2 separate regions of the Dromaius novaehollandiae genome follow, and region 2 is linked to region 1. The links are chromatin contacts, called in public Hi-C maps. All regions are on one chromosome and are shown on one strand. The core of a region is the stretch at or near the end of the contact, and the rest is flanking DNA. Distances in the headings are between cores, read along the strand shown.

The links. Hi-C and Micro-C count contacts between places; a contact is called where the count stands out from the background.
Region 2: a contact with region 1 is called in a Hi-C map of brain, with 2.7 times the contacts expected there. The contact joins the promoter of DIP2C here to the enhancer-like site in region 1. A contact is called at or near these places in 2 of 4 Hi-C or Micro-C datasets (brain and liver).

What each region holds. Positions count from the first base shown.
Region 1 is chr2:12,168,167-12,174,657 of bDroNov1.hap1, reverse strand. The region is part of intron 4 of DIP2C (disco interacting protein 2 homolog C); the gene reads left to right. Among named protein-coding and RNA genes, the nearest start is that of DIP2C, 200 kb to the left of the region's middle. Within about 2 kb of position 2,292, at least 2 of the 2 cell types and tissues checked have open chromatin away from gene starts, as enhancers often do.
Region 2 is chr2:12,368,208-12,374,698 of bDroNov1.hap1, reverse strand. DIP2C (disco interacting protein 2 homolog C) reads left to right here and starts at 3,549. Exons shown (of 38, transcript XM_064505770.1): 1 at 3,549-4,170. The coding sequence starts at 4,086.

The DNA of each region.
Region 1 (6,491 bases), core at 1,043-3,542:
TACAACGTGACGCCTAAGCAAAATAAGCCCCCGAGCTCTCCAACAAATTGGTTTGAACAGCTACCAAGTCTTCGTTCACTCAAAAAACTATAGCAAATGTCTGCAGAAGTAAATGTAAACTTGCATTTCAATTTTGAAAGTTTATCAAATAGATCATTGTTTTTAGATTTTACTTTTAGGAGCTTTGCTAAGATACAATGCAATATTCCTATTCTAAATTATGTTTTCCCCTTCTATATATTGTCCCTGTGAGATCAGAAGTCCATTTCTGTCTCGATCTTGTAAGTCATACTCTTTTACTGCAGGTTACGAAATTTTAAGTCAGATTTCTTCCTGGTTATCTTGTCTTCAGTTTCAGATTTGCTGCAGTTAGAAGCTTTTGTTTAGCTTGTTGTTTTGCAGTGCTTACTACTTCAGCATCTCTGCTCTGATCATAATACAATTATTAGACCCTTGCTGTTACCCAGTTTCAGTGCTTGTTATCATATTTGGCACATCTTCTTGGAAAAGACCCAAAACAAAATGAATGTGCAGTCTTTATCCAATAAGTAATTCACTTCTAGGAAAACATTTCCCTTCCTTAGTTTTTGCACAATTTATTTCAATTAACATCTGAAAACAAATCCTCTACTCCACCTCTGATCAAAGTCCTGTTCTGCCTCTCCTTTGTAAGGTTTTCCTAATTGGAAGCCTAACATCCTGAGAGTCATCCAGCTCTCCTTCCCTGCCTTTGCTTTTTACATAAATATAGATGTCAGCAAAGACTGTTTAATGAACTCTCTTTGGAGACTCAAAATCATTGCTGCCACTATTATCACCTTCAACTTATGCTCTTTTATTATGGAAAATGTCAGACTGTGACATTTTAAATCCCTACCTATTTTCTCACTCCAGTCTTTTTTATTATTATTATTTCATTAATGTTGTAAGAGAGTTTTTCAGCACTATAATTTTGAAAACCCAATTTTCAGGATTTTCATCTTCTAAATAAACTGACTTTGAGTTTGTGGAAAGAAATTTTTTTCCCAAATGTTTCTGGTACATTTTGCACATTTAAGATGATTAGATTTTAAAATTCAGCCTACACTGAGAATTTAGAATTCTTTAAAAACTGGAAAGGTGGAAAAATTCCTTGACTACTTTTTTTTATACAGGTAGTGATCCTGAAATCGTAATGATACAGAATGTTAGTTTCTACGATGATTTCTCAGATGTCTAAAGAAACAGGTAAATTCTGTAATGCGTTAACTGAATTAGTGCAGAGTTGAGCTGTATTATCTACCTTCTTATACAAATTTAGCAGCTAGGTTAGCTAATGTGAATGAGCAGTAGTTAATTCAAAAGGTCTTTGGGTTTGTTTACTACAAAGTATAAAAATTCTCTGAATCAGAAACAGGATTTGAAAAGGTTTGCCAAATGTCAATCATGGCCATGATTTTCTCTTAGCAGCTGCTGTTTCTTAGCCTGTGCCTATTCTACAACATTATCTGGGGGCTCAAGCTGACACTGAAGCCAAATGTTCGTGTAGGTTGGATCATTGACTTCTGCCAGGAGGCTTTTCAGGCCAGTGGCTTTTCAGGCAAGAAAACTCAGTCACAGAGAAAACTGGCTTGTCCTTGAGTTCTGCCTCTGTGTGCAGAGGAAATGTTGGCGTCTGTCTCGATCGGGCTCAAGTTACGTGATGCAGCAAAATCAAGCACAGATTTGAGTACAGAGTTAGTAATGGTCGTGTAGATGTAGCCGCAGCTGGAGATACAGCTTCATTTCTTTAATGCAATTTCAAAACTTGGTTTCTCAGCTACTTTTAGAAGTGGTAAATCCATGGCTTTGGTATGTTGCGCTGAGATAAGAACAACAGATAGGAATTACACAGCGGAGTAGACAGGTAGGTGACCTGAATGGCTTGACTTTCATGGTCTCGTCTGAGAGACCATGTCTAACTGAACTGTATGAACTCAGTAAGCTACCAGGTTTTATGGGGGATATTTGTTCTACATGCCAACTTTCTGGTCACTAGAGACTATTTATTTTCCAGTTTACTAGCATGCATCCAATTCTGCACCTGCTAACATTGAAATCCTTCATAGAAGGTCCAGAAGCTTCTGCCACCATTATTTAAAATACCATAGTATCAGTTGTCCTGCTTTTGGCAGAACAGTCTTACTGATCTGGTGCTTAAAACGGTGACCTGTGACCTATCCACAGTGAAGCTCTGAATTAATACTGCTACTGTAGTTTGACCCAGGGTCTGTGGTTTTCTGCTCTGGTTGTCTGCAGTAGAGCTGAGCTCTACTGCCACGTAAAGGCTGCAGCACAGTACAGCAGCGTCTGCTGCCGTGGCAATGCATCCCGAAATACCCCACGGGTAACCTGGGCAAATCCTCTGAGTCAGAAAACTTTTTTGATCACAGTGAAACCCCTTCAGATCTGTGTTTCCTAACCAGCCGTGGCCTCCAGGGTTCAAAGACTAACTCTCTTTCAGAGACGTTCAGCACCTATTTTAACTCAGCACCAGAGCCCTCAGACGGGTGTTCAACACTTGGAGAAATGAAGAATCAGGTCCTCAGAAACCTTCCTGTGGTCTTTAGATTATGGCAGAACAAAGAAACCTCAGTTCTCCATCCCAATCCTGAAAACTGGAGCAACTTCTCATGTGCCAGAACCTCTGTTTTACAGTTTCCACAGCTGAGTTGCTGCTTGTCAATAGAAAAAAAAAAAAAAAAAAAAAAAGGATTACTTAAGTACACACAAGCACACACTGATAAAAATAAACAAACTAAAGAATTCATCATTAAATGACAGACAACAATGTGTTCAAATGCACATGCATGTGTTAGGAATGATATAGTGCCTCTTGGCACTGTGATTTCTGCTATACGCTTCTCATCTGCAGGGCAGCATAGGGCTTGGGCCAAGTTTACTGAATCTCTTGTTTCTCAAGGGGTCTCTAAGAGGCCTTGAAGATGACCAGTATTCTGCATTGCCTGAAGTAAATGTAATGCTTAAGGAAAATACAGCCAGTGAGCTATGAGAACTGAGTTTTCCAGATGTCAGCAATGATGTGGGAAGTAGCAGCGTCAGTGAAACTGTATTGCCTTGCTATGTCTAAAGGTTCAGGCACACCCAGCTCGCTTGCAGCTCAGGCTCCCATGAAAAAAATGTTTTCACTTGGCTCAGCTTGTAGGTCCCTTTTTGCTGTTCTTCATCCCCAGGGTGGCTATCGTTGCCTTTTCCACTCTCCACAGAGGTTCGCAGAACTTACTGGCTCTGCATCTCGCTTGCAACATCCTTGTGCCTCATTTCTGAGGCCTCCTTCATTTGTTAAGAGCCATTAGCCTAGAGCAAAGAGCAGCAAATGAGAGCACATGTGCTACACCATGGACACAGCAAATGAGAGCACATGTGCTACACCATGGACACCACATGGACAGATCTTAAAAGGCACACAGTGGATGAGCATAGGACTGGGAGCTGAGGATTAGGGTATTTTAACGAAGACCATATGTGAGAGACAGCATCCCTCAGCTGACAGCGCAGAGGGAAGACACTGCTGGTAAGGTGGTCATGGTACCTTGACTCCTAGAAGGAGTATCTGCCTTCTCCCATGGACTCTTGACAAATTTCTTCCTGAACATTTGCCCTGCTGAAGATGAGAAAGAAAAACCGAGTCTGGTGCACCATTCTTGGACAGCTGCCAACCTCTGCCCCAGAGATTCCGCTGCTGGGGAGAACAGCTCATTTTCCAAGCTCACTCAGCCCTTCTTTTAAGAGACATCTTAATATAGGAGGTTTTTCGAGATACTGCCAAAACAAATGCATCCTAACTACAATTCTCTCCTGGCTCAAATTCCTGAGCCACCTTTCCCACACTGTGGTTCAGCAGGGAAAAGATAGAGCAGCTTGTGCTGAGTATGAGATCATTAAACTTCAAAACAAATCATCCCAAGATCGGTTTCAGGGTATTTGATATAAGGGAGCTAGCAATGAAAGAACATCCTCTGTAGACCCAAGTTCTGCAGGAGCTGGCATCAGACCCGAGGTAGTTGAGCTGCTCTGCTGTAACTACCTAGGTACAAGCTTTATCATGTAGTTGTTCTTATTTACCGTGAGCTAAGTGTGCGTACGAACTATAACAAGAGATGCTGACATGTTGCACGTTCACCACTTACCTCATGGTAATTTTAAAATATGTTGCTAGTTTGTATTTTGCATATGTTATGAAAAGACATTTTCATATCTCACTCTGGAATCTTTCCAGAACTTAGAAGGAAGAAATTAAAATAACAGACAAAGAGGAATTGCATTATGAGAATATCAGGATCTTAATGCATGGCAGGAGAAAGGTTGGAATGTCAAGATTTGAGGAATTATGTGTGTTGAACCACCATCATGTAACATTACTCCAGAGAATAAGGAGCAAGAAAAACAAGTGAAGGTACAAGAATTTACTATGTATCAAGACAAGAGTGTTTATAGGTTTTAAGGTGGTTTAAAAGTGCTCATCATAAAACAAAGGTTTTATTAACCCTTCAGGTCAGTGAGGGATACTTGGAAAAGTTAATCTGAAATCATTAACCTGGCTGTAGACACACTTACTCAGAAATTAATTCAACTCTGATTTGACTTAGCTTACTTACAAATTTACTTTAAACCTACAACTCAGTCAGTACAAAGAAAAAGTTGAAGAAAAACTTTTGCAAAGATGTAATTTATATGGCCGTGTCGTTGCTTTTGACCCAGCAGAAAACATTTTAGGGATAATTACAGAACTCTAGAGGAAAATTACTCAAATATCTCCAGAGAGGAACAAATAGAAAGTTGATTCACTTCAGATCACATAATAAGGGGGCCTGAGATGAAGTCACTATATGAAGCTTACTTCCAGATTGCATTACAAATGAGACAATAAATATATGGAGGGATGGAAATTATTAGTGGGAGGCCTGCATGTTTTGTGATTTCACTTATTATTAGAATTGATATAGTTTTAAATCTCAGAGTTTAGAGAAAAACAGTTTGAAATCAACTCTAACATAATATCTGAGGACTCCAAAATAAAGCAAAACTGTGCCTTTTGATAAAACTCTAGCAGTAGAGTCATGAAGAGTTCAGTCTCCAGTTTTTGTATCCTCTGTTTACATCGTATAATGTCTATGTTTTATAGTCCGTCTTTACAGCTTTCCCAGTTGTCTGTTTAGCCTTTACCTTCATTGCACCCAGTATTATGGAATATCACTACTGCCATCAAAAGCAAGAAATGATAGCAGTACTTTTCTTCTTTAGAATTAAGGCTTCTGAGTGCATGAGAACATGCAACATTCCTGTCTTCTTCATATGTGCACTGGAAGGTGGACAGCAGGACAGAGAGTGTGGTGCCCTGTATTTATTCAGCAGCAGCTAACTGATGGCACAGCGTTTTGCAGTGTGCATGGAGCTAGGTCTCCTGCTCCAGTGGAATTTGCTTGCTGCAGCATCCTCCAGAAGCCAGGCCTTCTTCTGCGACACATTTGTGGGAGTACAAATGTTAGGGTTTCTAAGGCACTGACATTTTGTTGTCATAAATTGTGCAGGTCCACAAAATTTGGGCCCAAATTCATGAAAAGTCAACAGAACTTCAGCTTGCATATCCATGTAATAGGTCACCATTTCCCAGGAAAACCTAAGGCCCAGTATGTGTAAGTGTAAGTATCCCAAAGACTGAAACTTACACACTTAAATTGTCTTTTTGAAATATTTATCTGTAAGCAACAGTTTCTTTCTGTTAGTAACTTCTATAACCCTCACATAAATGAGTAGCTTATGAGAGCAGATGTTCATACATTCAGTAGGGTATTCACTGTTTGTTGTGAATACCATATTTTAAAATTAATAGCACACCTGCTTGCAGCTGGAAAGAAATTAGGTGTCATACTGTTCAGGCTATGTGTTTTCCTATCTTAATGCCTAGAGATGTTGTAGAAGTATTTTGACACTACTTCATTGTAGCATCACCCACAGCAAAGGTCTGTTATTATATGGACTCACTTACTTTCACATTGCCAGAGGTGAGATGATTTTCGAAAGACTCATCTGTGTTGAATAAACACAGCAATTTTTATGAAATCACTTGCCCTGAAAATACAGTATCTGCCTGAATATACAGTCGGTACTGTCAGCCCAGGACAATCAAAAGACAAAGCCTAATTTTAATCTGTTCTGATGATATCGCATTTACCGGGTTTCACCCCATTTAGTATGTCCTGATTGCATTTCCAATAGATGTAGCTACTAAATTATCTCTAGTCAGAGTATTTACAGGCCATGTATTAGGAAATGAATTCTCAGTATATCCTTAGTTTCCATGGTAGCTACAATGAAAGTCTGATTAAACTCACAAAGAGACTTCCATGCTTTCAACTATTAGTTTCCTATATGGCAGCAATTGACAACCTTTCCTCTTTATAATTACTTAGTATACTATTACTATACTTAGCATTGTCTTATCTAGAGTT
Region 2 (6,491 bases), core at 2,300-4,799, 200 kb before region 1:
TTCTTAATTCTATCCTATTATTCCAAGTTGCATCCTTTTATACCCATTTTTCTTTTTCCTTTAACTTTCTTGGTGCTTACACCTTTCAGATAATTGTGGGCAGCTATCTGGGCCACCCCTTTCTGTTGCTTAGCAAGCTGAGAAAAATCAGTCCCTCCAGACAGCTGGTTGTTTTTGTTGTTTTTCTATGAATGCCTTCTGTTTTTTTTTTTTTTTTTTTTTTTTTTTGCTACATTGGCCAAATCCTGATTCTGTACTCACACAAATAGAAGAGAAGCCAATTGCTTTGTCCACAGACATGATCCTATTCCTATTATTAATGTGTACAGAAGACACACATAATTTTAGGTGCTTTAGGTCAATGTAATAGTTATCTATATACGAACATTTTCTAAACGTTCTTAGTGCCTTGCCTCCTTCCTAATGTTATAATTTTAGGAAAGTTTTCAGCTACTGACCTGGCTTTAGGACAAGTCTTCTCTGCAAAAATCACATGTATCTTTTGCTGTGAGACAGCTAGGAGAGAGAATTTTTATCTAGTCAAGGTCAATTCTGTGTTGTCCTTCAGACATTTCATTCAGTTATCTACACAACAGCAAGGTAACCTGCACAGTGCCTAGTTTCCACTAGAATTTTACAATAGGCAGTCACATAAGTAACTATTTTAAAGCAAAAATACACTTTCTTTAGTGAGGATAGCCATGTTCAAGTAGGTTTACATGTGTAAATAATCCAAACCATTTTAATGCAAGCATTTGTGTATGAAGTCACTCACAAATTACGGAGGTCAGAGCCTCAGTCAGAAAAGCATTACATACCAATTGCTTCTCTCGAACACAGGCAAATATTGTCACGCTTCTAAAGAAAAGCATGTCTTTATAGAAAGGATTCTACAAAACCTGACAATATTAATTAATCACAGAATCGAAAATACAGTCCTGCTCTTCTTGAAGTCAAGAAAAGTTTTACTATGTATTCTGGTGGATGGTTAGGACACAGCCTTTCATCTATAAAGCTGAAAAGATTCATTAATTAAGACCAACTAGGTCAAATCTCATGAATTGTTTCTTTTTTGTTTGAATTTCAGTGATTCATCAAGCTCATCATGCAAATTTGTATGCTTGAAATTTCACTACTCAAGCCTGGGTCCTGATGCTTCGCTTGGGTAAAGGAATCTCTTCCCATGAGAGCAGCCCTGCTGAAGCACGGGGGACTTGGCAAGCGAGAGCGCGCGGGCCCCGTGAGCCTCCGCGCGGGGGTTTGGCCGCCGGGCCCAGGCCCACCCACGAAGCTGCAGCCGCGGCAGCCCCGTCCCTCGGGGGATACCAGCCCCCAGGGAGCCGCCGGCCCCCGCGGCGCCCCGGCAAAGAGCTTGGGGAATTCAGGCATTTCCATTTGCGTGTGATGAATTTCAGCCTCGAGTGATTGTTCTTTCTTTAAAAATACCTGATCCCTGAAACACGGGGTTTGTCACAGAAGCGCCAAGAAAATTTTAGGTGCAGTGTTGTGAATGTTCAAACATTTCTTTTCAGGCCCCTTTATGTAACTTCACAAAAGGAAAAATCTGGAAAGCAGGGGTGAACACCGCCGGTACGGATTCTGTAACAATCAGATAACAAGTAAAATAATCAAGAGCTATCAGCTGAAAGACTTAGGAAGTAAAGGTGCAACTCTGAGATAGACATTAGCAAAGAAAGCTGGATTACCACGAAGCTGTGCATTGCCTCTTTTGGCTGCCTCATTAATACTAGAAAAAGCTACTCCTGCAGAATGCTGATACTTTCAAAATATTTTATCCCACATAAAACAATAAACAAACAAACCTTGGAGTCTCAGGTAGGAACCCTGGAACATATTTGGATTTAATTGCTTTTCATTGTTCAGGTCCTAATGTAAGGAACAAGAAAGATCTGGGTAATTTTTCATACGCCTGTATCTGAAACACTCAGTGCTCAACAGAAGGCAAGAAGGCAAGCCCCTCACCCCTCCATAGCCCTGTGCCAGTGGAGAGGCATTCGTACAGCCCTAAATGGCATGCATGCTGCCATGCTGTTAAAAGTAATGGGCCCTGCTAAAGAGAGGCTAAACAGATGGCTCCAGTCTTGCAGCGCGCTAAAAGAGTAGCCCAGGAGCAGTTAGGAGACCCCAGTCCATGTGACAATGAAGCCAACAGCAGCGCCGTGAAAGGAAGGGACTCCATGTGCTCAGGCCTTGCTTACAGTAGGCAGGTTGGCCAAAGTACTCCAACCAGTCCTACCACCGGCTCGGCTGTAGTGATACCGGCATCAGCGGTGATCTCGGTGTAAACAGGTTTCCGACGCAGAACTCAGTGAAAAACACGAGAAGCCACCAGGGATGCATATCCTGCAGGAATCGTTCCAATGTCGACACCAGTTCAGCACAGCTGGTAATATGATGTAATTTGTTTTTGTTCCATAATGTACGAAAAAAATGCATTGTTTAGTAGAGTCACAGCCTCAGGTTTATCTTTTGAAGAAACTCCTACATCCTTGCTTTTCTTCCGCTGACTTAAGTGGTAAATCAAGGTTGACTTGGGGATGATTATGCCTTTTTCTGTCTGCCGAAGCTGCGTCCCTGAAGCCCTATCCTACCATCATGACTTCCAGCACATCACATGCGTTTTTGAAACGACAGGTGGTGTCCTATCTTGCTTCTGCTTTCTCGTGAGGTATTTTCCAAAAAAAAAAAAGAGAAAATAGGAAAAAAATATACAGAGACAGAAAAAAAGAGACAGGAATGAAGATGCTTCTTGCAAAATATATTAATTGATCTGACAGGAAGTTTTATTAAAGATTTTCAGATCTGTCCCCCTCATTTGCAGTGGTATAATTGGAATACTTGTGTTGGAGTTTTTCTTAACAGGGTTCTCCAGACACAGCGCCAATGGGTATGTGCTGGGGCTGGGCATGGACATAGCGTAGTGTCAGCTGTGTTCTCTCCCATTATATTAAGATTATGCTAATCTCTAATGGAAACATAAAGGCTTTTGTAATATATTCACAAGTTCCACTGCTAGTTTAGCTGAACGCAGAGAGTATAGCTGCAAACAAGAGCGTGTTGGAAGTCGCTGACTCAGTAGGGATGGAAAACGGGACTGAGGGTCTCCGGGTGCTATTCACCTCTCCGTGTTGAACTACCGCCCGGCCTCAAGCAAACTGCTTCTGGGCCCGCCCCCCCCCACCGGCAAGAGGGGCCTAGAAGACCCACTTCCGAGGACTGCCGTTGGGATAAATAAATTATAAAGCACTGCACGATCCTCCTCTCGGAGCCACGCTGTAGGTGCGAGGCTGACCAGGCGGTGGCCACGCAGCAGGCCCAGAGCCCTGCGGCTCCGCGAGGGCGGCGCTGCCCCGCGCGGCGCCCCGGCGCCGCCGGCTCCCACGTGCCCGCGCCGGGCGCAGCACAGCCGCGCCAGCCCCCCGGGCGGGCAGCGGCGCGGCCCCTCGGCGCGGCGCAGCGCAGCGCGGCGCCCCGCGGCCGCGGCCGCGGGCGGCGCTGGCGCGGCGGCGCCCCCTGGGGGCGGGCTGCGGCGCGGGCGGTCACGTGGATGTGACAGCGGCGCTGTGCCTGGCCAGCAGCAGTCGCGGCAGCGGCACCGCAGCGCCGGGCGCCGCCGCCAGTCCGAGCCGGGCAGGGAGAAGCGGAGCGGAGCAGAGCGGAGCGGGTCCGGGCCGGGCCGGGGCCGGGGCGCGGCGAGCCGCGAGTCGCCGCCGCGGTGCCGGGCGGGGGCCGGGCGCGGCGGGGAGCCGATGCGGAGCGATCGAAGGCGGGCGGCGGCGGCGGGAGCAGCCATGGCGGGGCCCCGCTGAAGGAAGCGGCGAGGGAGGAGGAGGAGGAGAAGGGAGGGGAGGCGAGATCGCCGCATTCCCTCCCGCCCTCCGCGCCCCGTGCCCGCGCGCGGACTCCCCGCCTGCCCGCCCCCCTCCTTTATGCCCCGCTGAGCCCGCGCGGAGGACTTCGGCATCCGCCGCGGCGCCGCCGTCTTCCCTCTCCCCTTTCTGCTGCGAACAAAGGGGGAGAGAGGGGGAGCGCGAGGAGGGGGAGCCCATCCCCGCGGCGCGAGCATGGCGGACCGCAGCCTCGAGAGCATGTCGCTGCCCCTGGAGGTGAGGGCCCGGCTGGCCGAGCTGGAGCTGGAGTTATCCGAGGGTAAGTCGGCGGGCAACGGGCGCCGGCCGCGGCCGTTGGCGGCCGTTGGCGGCTCGCGCGGGCGGTGGCGGTTGGCGCGGGCGCGCGGCGGTGACAGTTCAGCGGCCGGCGGGGCGCGCGCCGCGGGCTGCCCCCCCTCGTCCCCCCCGCGCGGCCCCCCGGGCTCGGCGGGGCGCCGCCGGCCGGGTCGTTTCTGCTGGCGGGTGACAGCCCGGCGGAGCCGCGGAGGCAGCCCCGGAGCGGCTCCCACCCCCCCCCCCCCCCCCCAGCCCTGTGGCTCTGGGCGAGGAATCTGCTGCATTTCTAGTTTCTCGGGAAACCGGTGTCTTTCTGAACCAGGTTGCTTTTGTGCGCTCCCCAATTCCCCATGGCGTCGGCGTCCGCTTCTGTTTTCCCCTTCGCCCTTCCACCTCCCAGCCGCCTTTCCCCAAGGCTTTGCAAAAACACACGCGTGGATTTTTTGTTCTACCTGTAAATTCCTCCCTTTCTGCCGCCACGGCGCTGGCGGAGATGGGAGAGGGGCTTTGGCAGCAGGGCTTGCCGCTCCAGCGTTGCATGTTTTACTACGGAAGATGGAAAAATCTTTAGGGCTGGCTTGCAGGGATTCCTGTCCTGCCAAGAAAATGCAGTTTTACAGAAATCTGCCATATACCTTGGTGCAAAAAAGCTATTCGACTGTATCGAGGGATTTGCCATGAAGTCCACGCATCGGGATCAATGTGTAAATCAGCTGCAACAAAATACTCGTTGATAAGGTTATTTTAAAAAAATGCTGGTTAGGTCTCGTAGAGGAAACTGCCCTTTTTATTGTGTTTTTTTCCTTATTTAATTGAAAGCTCCTGGTGGTTTTCTTGGCTTGGTTTATTTTGATGCTTCACTGGTTCCCGGGTTGGGTAAGCTCCCCTGCAGCCCTCGTATTGCTGCTGCTGTGATAGGGAGGATGAGGAGGAGACCAAGCCCTCCCTGCCTGCCTCAGCCCTCTCCCGCTCTCCGTTTCCATCTGTGTCAGCGCCAGCTGAGGAGTGAGATGCACGGAGAGATTATTGCCGATCAGGGTCTCTTGCTGACTGGGATTGAGTGCCCAGTGTCATCAGCTTTAGCCACGATTTCGGTGTATGAGATGTAATCTGTGCCTCCCAGAGGAAGAAGGTAGGGAGTATTTATGTACCTTCATGCTAGAGTTGGCCGTTTCCTGAAGTACAAATGTACTGTTAGCTAGTCTCTCCCTATCCACTTTTCTTAAATGAAAAAAACAAACATTAATGTTCATCTACCATTGACTGGCTGTAACACTCAACGTGAGGAGGGCAACTGACCCACTGTGTCCCAGATTAGTTGTTGGAATTGTTGGATATATCGAGCTGGTTTTCTCTCTGTCTGTCTGTCTTTCTGTCTTTTTGTAACGGTTTGTAAGGGCTCCCAGCCAGAAAGTAAAATGCACTCAAGCCAGTTTCATCAGCAGGGAGGAGCTGATGTTGACATTGTATTTTCCTTTTAACGCTTTCATGGTGAAGAGGGGAATGAGCTACTGGGATTGCTGCGCGCTCTCATTGCGCGCTCTCATTGCTATTCCACTCCTCCCATCACCCTCCCAGTGCCCTGAAATCCTGAAATAAGAAAAGTTAAATATAATATTGCCTTACTACGATGTACTGTCCATTCATTGGCCCCTATCTGCGGTGGTAGGGGATTGGAGGAAGAGCTGTTTATATCACAGTACACGTAACACTCTCACTTTATGCAGAAAATGCTTTTGGTGCGTGTGCACATTATTGTCTATTCACCAACAAGATGGTAATTAAAACATATTAGTAAATGCTTGCAAAAGACCAAAATCAAACTAACTTAGATCTTCAATTAGAAGTATGCTAATTCATTTTGCTGGACTTGTAATACAGTTTTATGGTAGAGTTTCTGTTGCTGTAAGCGTAATCCAAGAAGACGCTGAGGAAGTAGGATGTGGTTTGCAGCTGGACATCTGTATCTGCACTGTTGTAACTTCCCTGGAGCTAGAGCTGGAATGAATTTAGCGCGCTGACAATATCTTCCCTCTATGCCACTGACGTTACGCCCAGTAGACAGTATGACCAGTGTTTTCTGACTGTAGCAGTCTGAATGATGATGGGTTGGCATTGGGAGGTGGGTGGGGAAAGGGTCAGCATCTTTGTTTCAGTGTCTTCCCCCAAGCCACTGCTGATGTGCTCTCAGTTGAGTAAACGGCAGTGCTCAGTGGCTGAGAAAATTAAGTCATTCACTGATTAAAGCTCCTAATTTTAGGCACTCCTATTGCAACTTCTGGCCTATTTCCAAAACTAATCACT